Regions from separate parts of the Mus musculus genome. Here region 1 is linked to region 2. The links are chromatin contacts, called in public HiChIP or PLAC-seq maps. All regions are on one chromosome and are shown on one strand. The core of a region is the stretch at or near the end of the contact, and the rest is flanking DNA. Distances in the headings are between cores, read along the strand shown.

Region 1 (5,151 bases), core at 2,202-4,701, 71 kb before region 2:
CTCACGCGTCAGAAGGACCCCAGGCAGAAAGGAACCTGCATCAGTGTCCTATGGAGCTTTCCACTCCCCTTCCTGAGGCTAGAATTACATTCTTGGAATCTGAGTGCAAAAGAAAAACTTCCTCTTCACAAACAGCATTTATCTCTCTATTCACTGCTACCTTGAAGTTCCACTTTCCCAAAGGCTGTGCAGTGGGTGAGGAGCCTTTTTCCTGAGTGTAACTTCCTGAGATAGGCTCTCTGGACTGCTGTGTCCTCTAGGATTATAGCTATCTTGGTTTGGGTTTCATTGCTGTCAAGCGTCACCATGACCACGGCAACTCTAATAAAGGCAAACATTTTATTGGGGCTGGCTTACACTTTCAGAGGTTTAGTCTGTTATCATGGTGGGAAACATGACAGCATGCAGGCAGACATGGTGCTGGAGAGGGAGTTGAGAGTTCTACATCAGGATCCACAGGCAGCAGGGAGAGAGAGTGACACTAGGCCTGGCTTGAGTTTCTGAAACCTCAAAACTCATCTCCTGTGATACATTCACACCAGCAAGGCCACACCTCTATGAGTCTATGAGGGTCTTTTTCATTCAAACCACCACTGAATTAAGTGCATCACCATGGAAAGATGCTTTTCTGACCAAGGTTGACAGCAGCAATCAGTGGGTATACATACATTTACATGCTTAGAAGGTGTTTTAACAACATGACCATTTAGTGTAACAGCCTGAATAGATTCTTTCCTGGGTTCTATGACCTCCCAAGCCATGGAGTTTTGACCAGGTTTACAGAACTAGATGCAAATTGTCTCCTGGGGATTAGGTCTCAGGTCCCATCAGAATGCAGCTGGTTACCTGCATAGCAGTGGTTATGGTTTGTTAGAGCAGAAAAAAAAATACCGATTAATATCAGCAGCAGAAAAGAGGGAAGGGCCACTACCTTCCAATTCTTTCTTTAGCGAAGAAATGTGGGTGAGGCTTAATTCTCCCCACAACAATGTGTAAACGACATGGAAAGTATTGCCAAGAGGGAAGTTCACCTGAGCCATGGTCTCCAGATTTTCTTTAAAACGATATTTTATTTTTAATTGTGTGTCTATGTGTGAGTATGTGCACATGAGTACAGCACCCCTGGAAGCCATAAGAGGACATCACATCTCATGGAGCTGGAGTTACAAGTGGTTGTGTGCTGACTAATGTGGGTGCTGGGAACTGAACTTGGGTCCTCTGTATGAGCAGTAAGTGCTTGTAACCACTGAACCATTTCTCTAGCACACAGATCTTGTTTTTAAGGTAGGGAGTGTTCGGACATGGCACACTGCTAATATGATTGCCCTTACTCAGCCCCTGCAGACACCATGGTTAACCTCATGGTCCAAGGCTCTAAGAATCAATCCCAGTCTTAGCATCAAGTATCTGTGGGCCCTAGGCTCCCGGGGAAACAGACACTTTTCAGGCACAGTATACCAAAATTGTATTGTTAGCTCCCAGGAGCAGAAAAGGGCCATACATTTTTTTTCTGAGCTGTCCAGGGCTTGACAACCCAGACTTACTGAGTTACTTCCTACTGTATAGCACTCCGTAACATTCTCACAGTTAAAGAGGATTTTGACATTATGGGTGGGTGCAGCATACAACTCCTAAACACTATCCTTCTATCCTTATAAATGCAATGTGTTCCTGGAAGCTCTGATGCAGGGTGTGACAATTCTCAGGACTGCTTCAACTTAGAGTAACAGTGCATTAGGACAGCCACCCACATACTTTCCTAGGAAGGTTATAATGGGGCATCTATGAGAGAGACTTTTACATTCCATTTGAATCTAGGTCAATTAAGGGAAACCAGACTTTTCTCTCAGGGAAAGATGACATGGGAAGAAGCACTTGTCCCCAGGCCAGTGACACTCCAGAGTGGCTTGTCCTACTCTCCTGGGAGAACCAGGGGAGGCTATGTGTACTTAGAATGTTGCACTCAGAGCGGAGTCTGAGTTCTGGGTTTCCCACCTTCTTAGTGGCTACAGTGGGTTGTATGGCCCCATGACATGCCCGAGTCCTTATCCTAAGAATATGACCTTATTAGGTAAATAGGGTCTTTGGAGATGTAAGGAGGTTGTGGGGTCAGACGGTTGTCCTCATTCGTTTTCTCTTGATGTGGTAAAACACTGAACAAAATCAGCTTAGGCGTGGAAAGGAATTGTTTCATTTTACAAACTAAGCCATACTCCATCTCCGAGGGCAGGAGCCTGGAGGCAGGAACTGAAACACAGACCACAGAGGGGTGCTGCCTACTGGCTTGCTCTACATAGCTTGCACAGCCTGCTTTCTTATAGAACCCAGGACCACCAGCCCAGGGACAGCACCACTGACATCCATCATTAATCAAGAAAAGAAATAACCCATGGACATGCTCACAGGCCAATCTTATGGAGGGAGTTTTAAAATTGAGGTTCTTCTTCCCAAATGACACTAGCTATGTTGACAAAAAACAATCAACACAGATGTGACTAGCTTAGAGTTTTTTTTCTTTCTTTCTTTCTTTCTTTCTTTCTTTCTTTTTTTTTTTTTGCTATAAACTCAATGAGTAGTATCTTAATAAGCTAATAGAAGGCTGTGCTATACAGCAAGGTTGAGATTGGAACACAGGACACTGGGGATTGCTGGCTAGTGACTAGGAGAGATGCAAGGAGGGACTCTTTCAGGAGCTCCCAGAAACTTCCAGTCCTTGTAATGCATGGAAGACATTCGGTAAATATTTGTTAAATGAATGAGTGAAAGTGAATGAATGATTCTGTTGAGACAAAACTTTGATGCTAGGATCCAGGCTTTTGGAAACCAGGATCAGGTTTCCAGAATGGCAAGAGGATGAGCCTCTGTCTCTTTAAGCCAGGTTTGTGGGAATTTACCCTGGTAGACACAGTGACCTAGTTTCACTTTCTGAAAATAAGTTTTTGATAGTTTTCTTATCTATATCTTTGTGACACTCATCTCTTGAGTGAATGAAATGAGATACTGTGTATAGAAGAGTAAGAGGCCTTCTCACTTGCAATTTCTGTCTCTTTAGTTTTCTTTTATGTATGTATGTACATATGTACGTATGCATGCATGCATGCAGGTGTGTGTGTGTGTGTGCATGTACATGCATATGTGCACACTCATGTACATGCCCGTGTGCTTGCCCACACAGGTGACTGAAGAAGCCAGAGTTTGATGATGTTTGGGCATTTTTCTCAATTGCTTCTATACCTGACAAAGAGATGGGGGTCTCTCACTGAACCTGGAGCTCACTGTTTTGACGAGACTGGCTGGCCAGTGAGCCCCTGGAACCTGCCTGTGCTGGGGTGCGCTGCTGTTGTCAGCTTTTACGTGGACAATGGCAATCCAAACTCAGATCCTAACCACTGAGCCACCTCCAACCTCCCCTCTAGACATTTTCAAGTGGGTTCTTACTTCTTCTAGAGACTCCAGGATGTGGTTTGTATTTCACCGATGTTATAGCCACAAACTTACTGGAAGGTGCCCTGCAGAGAAATGAATTATGATTTCATTGCAAAGTCAAAAAAAGAAAAGAGAAAGCCGTGTGGGGGCAAATGTCAGCACCCAGGTTCTGCTTTAAGAAATACATGTGCCTCTGCAGTAAGGGTAGACACTGCCAAGTGACTTCATTGGTATCTAGAAAGCTAAGTCCCTATGATAAGATTGAACCAACCTGTGAATAGATAGTGGTGGTGCAGTATGTGATGGTGAACTCGATCTGGCTTTTATTTCCTCTGGGTCTTCTTATGTTTGTGTGGTGCAATCACACAGATTTCCAGAGGCTACTGAGAGGCAAGGAAGGGAGGTCAGTAGTTACAAATAGTTACAAATTGTAACACATAGTTACAAACTGAGAGAAGATTGTTGCCTGCGGAAGGCAGAAATGTATCACTCATTGTTGTAACACTGTTACTCCATAAGGTCACCACATTGCTACATCATTACTTATCCACAAGACTGGAAGGGCAGCTCCTGGCTCAGTGTGTGTGGCCCCAGACCATTTGTTTCTGTCAATACACACACACACACACACACACACACACACACACACACACACACACACACACACACGCACACACGCACACGCACACATTCATATAACACATATGAGAGAAATCTGCAACCTACTCCTTCAGGATATTCAAATCCTTTAGTGATTGCAAAGAAGAGGAGAAATAATTTATCAGGCACTTGGGCTGTGCCAAGGGCAGTGTCAGCTGAATTTATATACCTTTTCTAATTTAAGCCCCATCTAATTGACTTGGGAAAATCCCAACTTAAATTGGATTTGGGGGAATATGGCCTGGAAATAAATTGACCATGGAATTAAAACTTCAGAAGCCATGGGGAGGAGAATTGTTTTCCCCTAAAAGATGCCTGTTGTTAAGAATCCACTTTTACCTGGACAGAACCCTTTCCATTCATTCTCATCTATCCAGTCAACAGATATTTACTGTGTGCCTTCTATTGGCTCTCTTTAATGGTCAAAGAAAGGAATTTCTACTTCGTACAGGTTATGTTTCAGCTTTGTGGAAATAACTAAATGATCAATGAGCCGCTTGTTCTATGACTGGGCATTAATGTGTGTGAAAACTAGAGCCCAATAAAGAACTTTGGTAGTGAAAAGAGTGGTTGATTGTGACTTTAGGAAGCTCATCAAAGTATTCCTCACCCAGAAGGTGACAGGGAACAAAGCCTGAAGAAGCTGAGAGGAGTCACATGACTAGCAGAGGCGGAGCCTTCCAGATAGAGGCAAAGATTCACTGTAGGAGACTGCTTTGCTTGCTCGAGGAACAGCAAGGAGATGGGGGTTACTGCCATGAAACAGGTGAGGGGAAAACAGAAGGAGATCAAGGGCAGTTTATTAGCACCTGGAAAGACTTTGATATAGGTAGGCTTGGTGGTATTTAGATTATAAAGACCAGAGTTACATTTTAAATAGATTGCTCTTCTGAGGCCACGGTTGCTTGCTTGGTAGAGGGCTTGTCTAGTAAAAAGCCCTGGATTTGAATATTAGCATTGCATTAACTGGGCAGGGCAGTGTATGCCTGTAATGGCAGCACTTGAGAGGTGGAAATAAGAAAATCAATAATAGCCCAAGGCCACCCTAAGCTACATAGAGTTTGA
Region 2 (5,459 bases), core at 796-3,295:
AAGACAGGAGCATGGCAGTGTCCAGGCAGGCAAAGTATAGGAGGAGCTGAGAGTTCTACATCTTCATCTAAAAGAAACAGAAAAAGACTAGCTTCCAGGCAGCTAGGATGAGGGTCTTAAAGCCCATGCTTACAGTGACAGTCCTACTCCAAGGCTAGATCTCCAAATAGTGCCACTCCTTGAGCCAGACATTTTGAAACCACTACAATTACTTCTATAACTGCCATGCCAAACTATATTGAGTGGGTACAACATGCCTGGCAGGTCAATATTGCAGCTTGCAGAGCCCAGTTCTAACTAAAACTATTAAAACGATAGAAGTCTTTTCTTATTTAGCAAGTTATCCAGAACCTTTTTAACTCTAGGAAAGCTAACTAAAAGGGAGAGAGTTTCCTGGTCAGTTTGAGATTGACTTCTCGGTGTTCTACAATTAAAGTGGGTGGTGTCTTCATCAGTAGGCATTCCACCATTAGTTATGTCAAACAACCAAGAGCAATGGCAATGTCCTGTGTTGTTGGGAGTGCTGTGGAGGCCTACCTGACCAATAACTTGTTGGAGGGATGTTGTTTCTGACTCTGAAATCTCCTTAAATAGCCCTGTCTTCTGGAAGCAGTATTGTCCGCCATGCATGTACCAACGAGCAAACTTCCTTGTTTTGTATTATATTTTTAATTATCTTACAAACTAGTGGATTTCCATAAAGTTTCCTATTTTTGACTAATCCATGCTCTATTCATTGCTCTCTCCTATCCCGGCTCCCCTCTCCCTTTAACCTTTAACCCACAGTATCCCCTACCCCTCCAGCTGTTCTTTCATGCCACCTGTGTTCTGCTGTTCCCTCTAATTATGTCTTACTTGGGTTGCAAGATCATAGGTTTCCATAAGTCTTTTTCATTCACCTTTCATTTTTGTTAAGCTTTCCTCTATGCCCTCATACATCTGCCCCTCGCCCTCGATGTATGAACCCCTGTGTTCCTAATTTGCCCTCTTTACTTTCTTTTTCCCTTTATTTTATCCTCTCCTCTCCCTTAGTTCAACCTACATTCTATCGACTGATACGACCCTGCTTTATATGAGGAGTGTAGTAATCTTCAGACTTGAGTATTGGTAGAGTCCTGGAGCTAATTACCCAAGAATATAAAGGGTGATTGTATTTTACTTTTTTTTTGGAAGTTCATTTCTCAAAGGGGCATGGTAGTAACTACATTATTTTGCCATTGTTATTCTCTTCAGACTTCATTGTGTTGAAATGCGTATTTTTTCCTGTTGGATATTTATTTTAATAATTTGGCTGGTAATAAAAACAAACAAATAAAGGGGTCAGGAAGATGATGGCTCAGTGGTTAAGAGCACTTGCTGCTTTTGCAGAGGACCAGGTTAGAAGACTTGAGGTCGGAGTGGGGGATGGCAATCTAAATACTAGAGATCTGTTTGAAGAATATTACCCTGCAGTGAACATATAGCCTGAAAATTTAGTATTATTTTAGGATCAAATCCTAAAGTGAAACAGAATTTACTCTTTTTTAGAAATTATTTTTTAAATTTTGTGTGCTTGCGTGCTTTGCATGTCTGGGTACCTGGTACCCTCAGATTTCAGAAGAGAGTGTCAGCTACTCTGGAGCTGGAGTTGGAGATGGTGTGAGCTGCCATGGGAGTGTTGGAAATTGAACAAGGATGCTCTGGAAGAGCAACCAGAGTTCTCAACTGCTGAGCTATCTCTCCAGCCTCCAGAATTGATTCCCGATTATCTTCCACCTTTGTCTTTTCTCTGCCGGAGAGAGGAAACAGGTTAATTACACTAGATTTACCTATGAGGAATTGGCTTGAAACTTTGACCACAGGTCTGCTCAGTTTCACAAGCTGTGACTCATCTCTACCAGTGCTCAGAGGATGTTAGGTCATCTTGGTCTCCTATGTGCTTTCTTGTTTGAACTGAGAAATATAAAGCCTGCGCCTGGGGATTCTCATTGAGCATAGTTGGCCTGCTCACCAGAGTTGTTGGAGTGTGATAACCAGTTTTATCTGGTTAAACATTTCTGAGTGGACCTGTGAGGGCACTTCTGTAAGAGATGAACATTGACCCCATGGCTCTCAGTCAGGTAGATGGCTCTTTCTAAAGAGGATGGGCAGCCTGAAATTTTCTGCAGGCCTGAAGAGAACCTAAAGGCAAGAGAAGGGAGAATTTTCTCTTCTGCTACTTGAGCTGAGATATTAGACTTCTGTTCCTAGACTGGGACTCATCTTTAAGGACCCTGGCTTTCAGGGCTTCAGACCTGCATTAAAACTGTACTGTTAGAACCAGGGATCTAACTCCAGAGAGCACACACTGAGGTTTCCGGGGCCTTGTAACCCGGAACAAAGAATTGGACCAGTGATGCATGGGTAACAATAGAAATAGAGAGACTATTAAGGAAGAGAATGGCAGGTGCTGTAGAGATGTCTCAGTGGTTAAGGGCACCGACTGCTCTTCCAGAGATCCTGGGTTCAATTCCCAGCAAGCACATGGTGGCTCACAACCATCTATAATGGGATCTGATATTCTCTTCTGGTGTGTCTGAAGACAGCTACAGTGTACAGTGTACTCACATACAGAAAATCAATCAATCAATCATTCATTCAATCGATCAATCAATCAATCAATCTTAAGAAAGAAAGAAGAAAAGGAAGAAATAGAATGTCTCTATGGAGAATGCAAGTAGGCTAGAGAGCTAGAACAGGCCCCAAAGCTCACAACTCTTTTTACCTTTCCCTAATTTGGAGATCATTGATGGCTTTTTTTGTTTGTTTGTTTTTTTCGAGACAGGGTTTCTCTGTATAGCCCTGTCTGTCCTGGAACTCACTTTGTAGACCAGGCTGGCCTCGAACTCAGAAATCCGCCTGCCTCTGCCTCCCGAGTGCTGGGATTAAAGGCGTGCGCCACCACACCCGGCTGAACATGTTCTGTTTTGTTTCAAGTAACTCTGATGGGGAGTGGTTCTCAGTCTCTCTCTGTCAAATGGCTTATAGTTAGCCTTGAAGCCACCCTTTGTGCCTTACCTTCTTGCCACAGTACTACTGCCTCCCAGGGTCTTCTCTTTGCAGACAGACATCACGAGACTTCTCAGCTTCCATAATCACATAACCCAACTCCTTGTTATATGTTTATTTGTATGTGTGGATGTAGACATAGACACAGATGTGGCTTTAGTCTTGGCTGGTTGATTGTGTTCCTCAGGAGAATCCTGGTTAATACACGAAACTCCATTAGTGACATGGGTGGAAAGTTATAGATCTTGGGGCTACAGACATGGTGAAGTGGTTAAGAGCACAGACCGTTCTTGCAGAGGACCTAAGTTAGATTCCTAATACCCATGTCAGTCAACTCACAACTGCCTATTTCTCTAGGACCAGGGGCTCTCCGTGAGTATCTTACTCATGAATGCATACCTGTTCTGTACATACATATTTTTTAAAATAAATTTAAAAAATATAGATCTCCAGTTACAATGTTAGGAGTCAAATTACTTTCTACACAGTTATATATTTCAGATTTCAATATGCTTTGCAATGGTGTCTAATATCTGAGTCCTAGAGCTAAACATAGTATGAAGGCCAACACTCAGGAGTCTGAGGCAGGAACATTCAAAGTTCTAGGCCAGCCTAGCCTGCAGATCGCAAGTCTGTCTCAGACAAACAAAGCACACACAAACAGAGTATAAATCTGAACAAGCCGTGTTCTTGTAAGAAAAGTGTCCTTTGAAGAGAAGTCAAGTGAGTTGACAGCCTGACCCAGCCTTCTGTCACTTTGCAGCTGTGTGACCTCAGTAATGACTGTTTTCCCCTTTGCCCTAGTTTTCTGTTACAGAAGGATGTTAGATCATCGACCTGGGACCTGAAGATGCTACTCACTCTAAGTGATCAGATCTGCAGCCTGGAGAAACCAGGGCGCAGCCTCCCACAGTTCGCTTTGTGAAGTAAAGAACTGGCAATCCCCACTGTTAACACCCAGATCCCAGTCTCTTTCAAATACGTTTTCAGAGATTCTTCTGATAGCTCGGTTTCCCCTCTGTGATGGCTATCTCTCCTCTTCTCTTGCCTTAAGCCATCTCTCCTAATGTTCTTAAGGTGTCCTTTCTGCTTGTTTATCTCAAGCTCAGAAATGCCACGATGTATTGTCTCTTCTTGCACTCTCTCACTTTAAGGTCCAATCATGAGTCCTGTGGTTGCAGGGACTGTCTTTCCTAAGAAAGAATGTTTCTGGAGAGTAAATTCCTGTCTGTTCCTTTCCCAAACCAATGGTTTTAACTTCTTTCTTCCTTCCTTCCTTTCTTTCTTTCTTTCTTTCTTTCTTTCTTTCTTTCTTTCTTTCTTTCTTTCTTTTCTTTCTTTCTTTCTTTCTTAATTTCTTTCTTTCTAAAGATTTATTTACTTATTATATGTAAGTACACTGTAGCTGTCTTCAGATATACCAGAAGAGGGCGTCAGATCTCGTTACGGATGGTTGTGAGCCACCATGTGGTTGCTGGGATTTGAACTCCAGACCTTTGGAAGAGCAGTCGGGTACTCTTACCCACTGAGCCATCTCACCAGCCCTGGTTTTAATTTCTAACAAGGAATAATAATAGTTCCCCTCCACCCCCAGCAAAGAGTTGTTATGAAGACAAAGCATATATTGGCATATAGTGGTAAAATTCTAAAAAACACAAGCTAGTACATACTACCTGACAGTTTGTAAAAAGAAAACAACAGGGTTTTTATTATTCACATTACCTTTTAAATAGCTTTGGGGAGCTTGCCACACAAATGAAGTCATTAGAGAAATTTGACCTAAAGCAAACAGTCATTTTGTGTTTAGAATTCCACCCTTATTTGCTTGTTCTTTGAATTTTGCTGTTTCTACTGTGCCAAAAATAGCTCACACTGGCATTCTCACGAAGCCACAATGATTACACTGACCATAATGTAGTCCTGGTTGGAAGGGAGTGCAGAGGTCTGCATTCACCCGGGATGAGGGAGACTCTGGCTTTCTGGAACAGCTGCAGATGACCCTTGAAGCTCCTGGAACAAATGACTTCAACCGTCTTTTGTGTAAAGGAGTGACGTCATGGAAGTCAAGGTCTGGATGACTCAAAGCTCTCTGGGTTTTCTTAAACGTGTCCTTAAATGCAGAAGGCTATAAACAGCTTCTTACCTCAATACATTTACGTACCTTCCAGAAATATGAGAGGAAAGCCATAATTGTTGCTGCAGTTTTGGGCTCTGGCAGCCTCAGCAGGCTAGGGGCCTGCCACCTGATCTCCATCATCCATTTAATGACACACGCAATGGTGAAAAGTAAAGGAAAAAATAATTCAGTTTGCCCACCCTGGGAAAAGGGACAAACCAAGAGGTTTACTGATGCATCCGCAGCCTACTCTTGAGGTTCTAACATCAGGTTTGTGTTCTAACCAAGGGCAGGGGTATGCATGAATAAGCATGCA

Evidence for each region. HiChIP or PLAC-seq counts read pairs in DNA pulled down with a chosen protein or histone mark.
Region 1: a BATF HiChIP or PLAC-seq map of CD8 T cells shows a contact between it and region 2, with 17 read pairs. The contact joins two enhancer-like sites. A contact is called at or near these places in 1 of 15 datasets of contacts at CTCF or cohesin (CD8 T cells), 46 of 484 Hi-C or Micro-C datasets (B cells, the BV-2 cell line, the Ba/F3 cell line and 27 more) and 6 of 115 datasets of contacts at active chromatin or transcription factors (CD8 T cells, Th17 cells, bone marrow-derived dendritic cells and 3 more).

What each region holds. Positions count from the first base shown.
Region 1 is chr14:73,086,216-73,091,366 of GRCm38.p6, reverse strand. No RefSeq gene overlaps it. Among named protein-coding and RNA genes, the nearest start is that of Gm35388, 14 kb to the left of the region's middle. Within about 2 kb of position 3,451, at least 35 of the 459 cell types and tissues checked have an H3K27ac peak or open chromatin away from gene starts, as enhancers often do. A contact at or near this core is called in CD8 T cells and Th17 cells, where this site is marked.
Region 2 is chr14:73,013,942-73,019,400 of GRCm38.p6, reverse strand. Gm41208 (a long non-coding RNA gene) reads right to left here and starts at 5,032. Exons shown (of 3, transcript XR_874818.2): 1 at 4,936-5,032; 2 at 3,037-3,221; 3 at 33-67. Within about 2 kb of position 2,045, at least 13 of the 459 cell types and tissues checked have an H3K27ac peak or open chromatin away from gene starts, as enhancers often do. A contact at or near this core is called in CD8 T cells and Th17 cells, where this site is marked.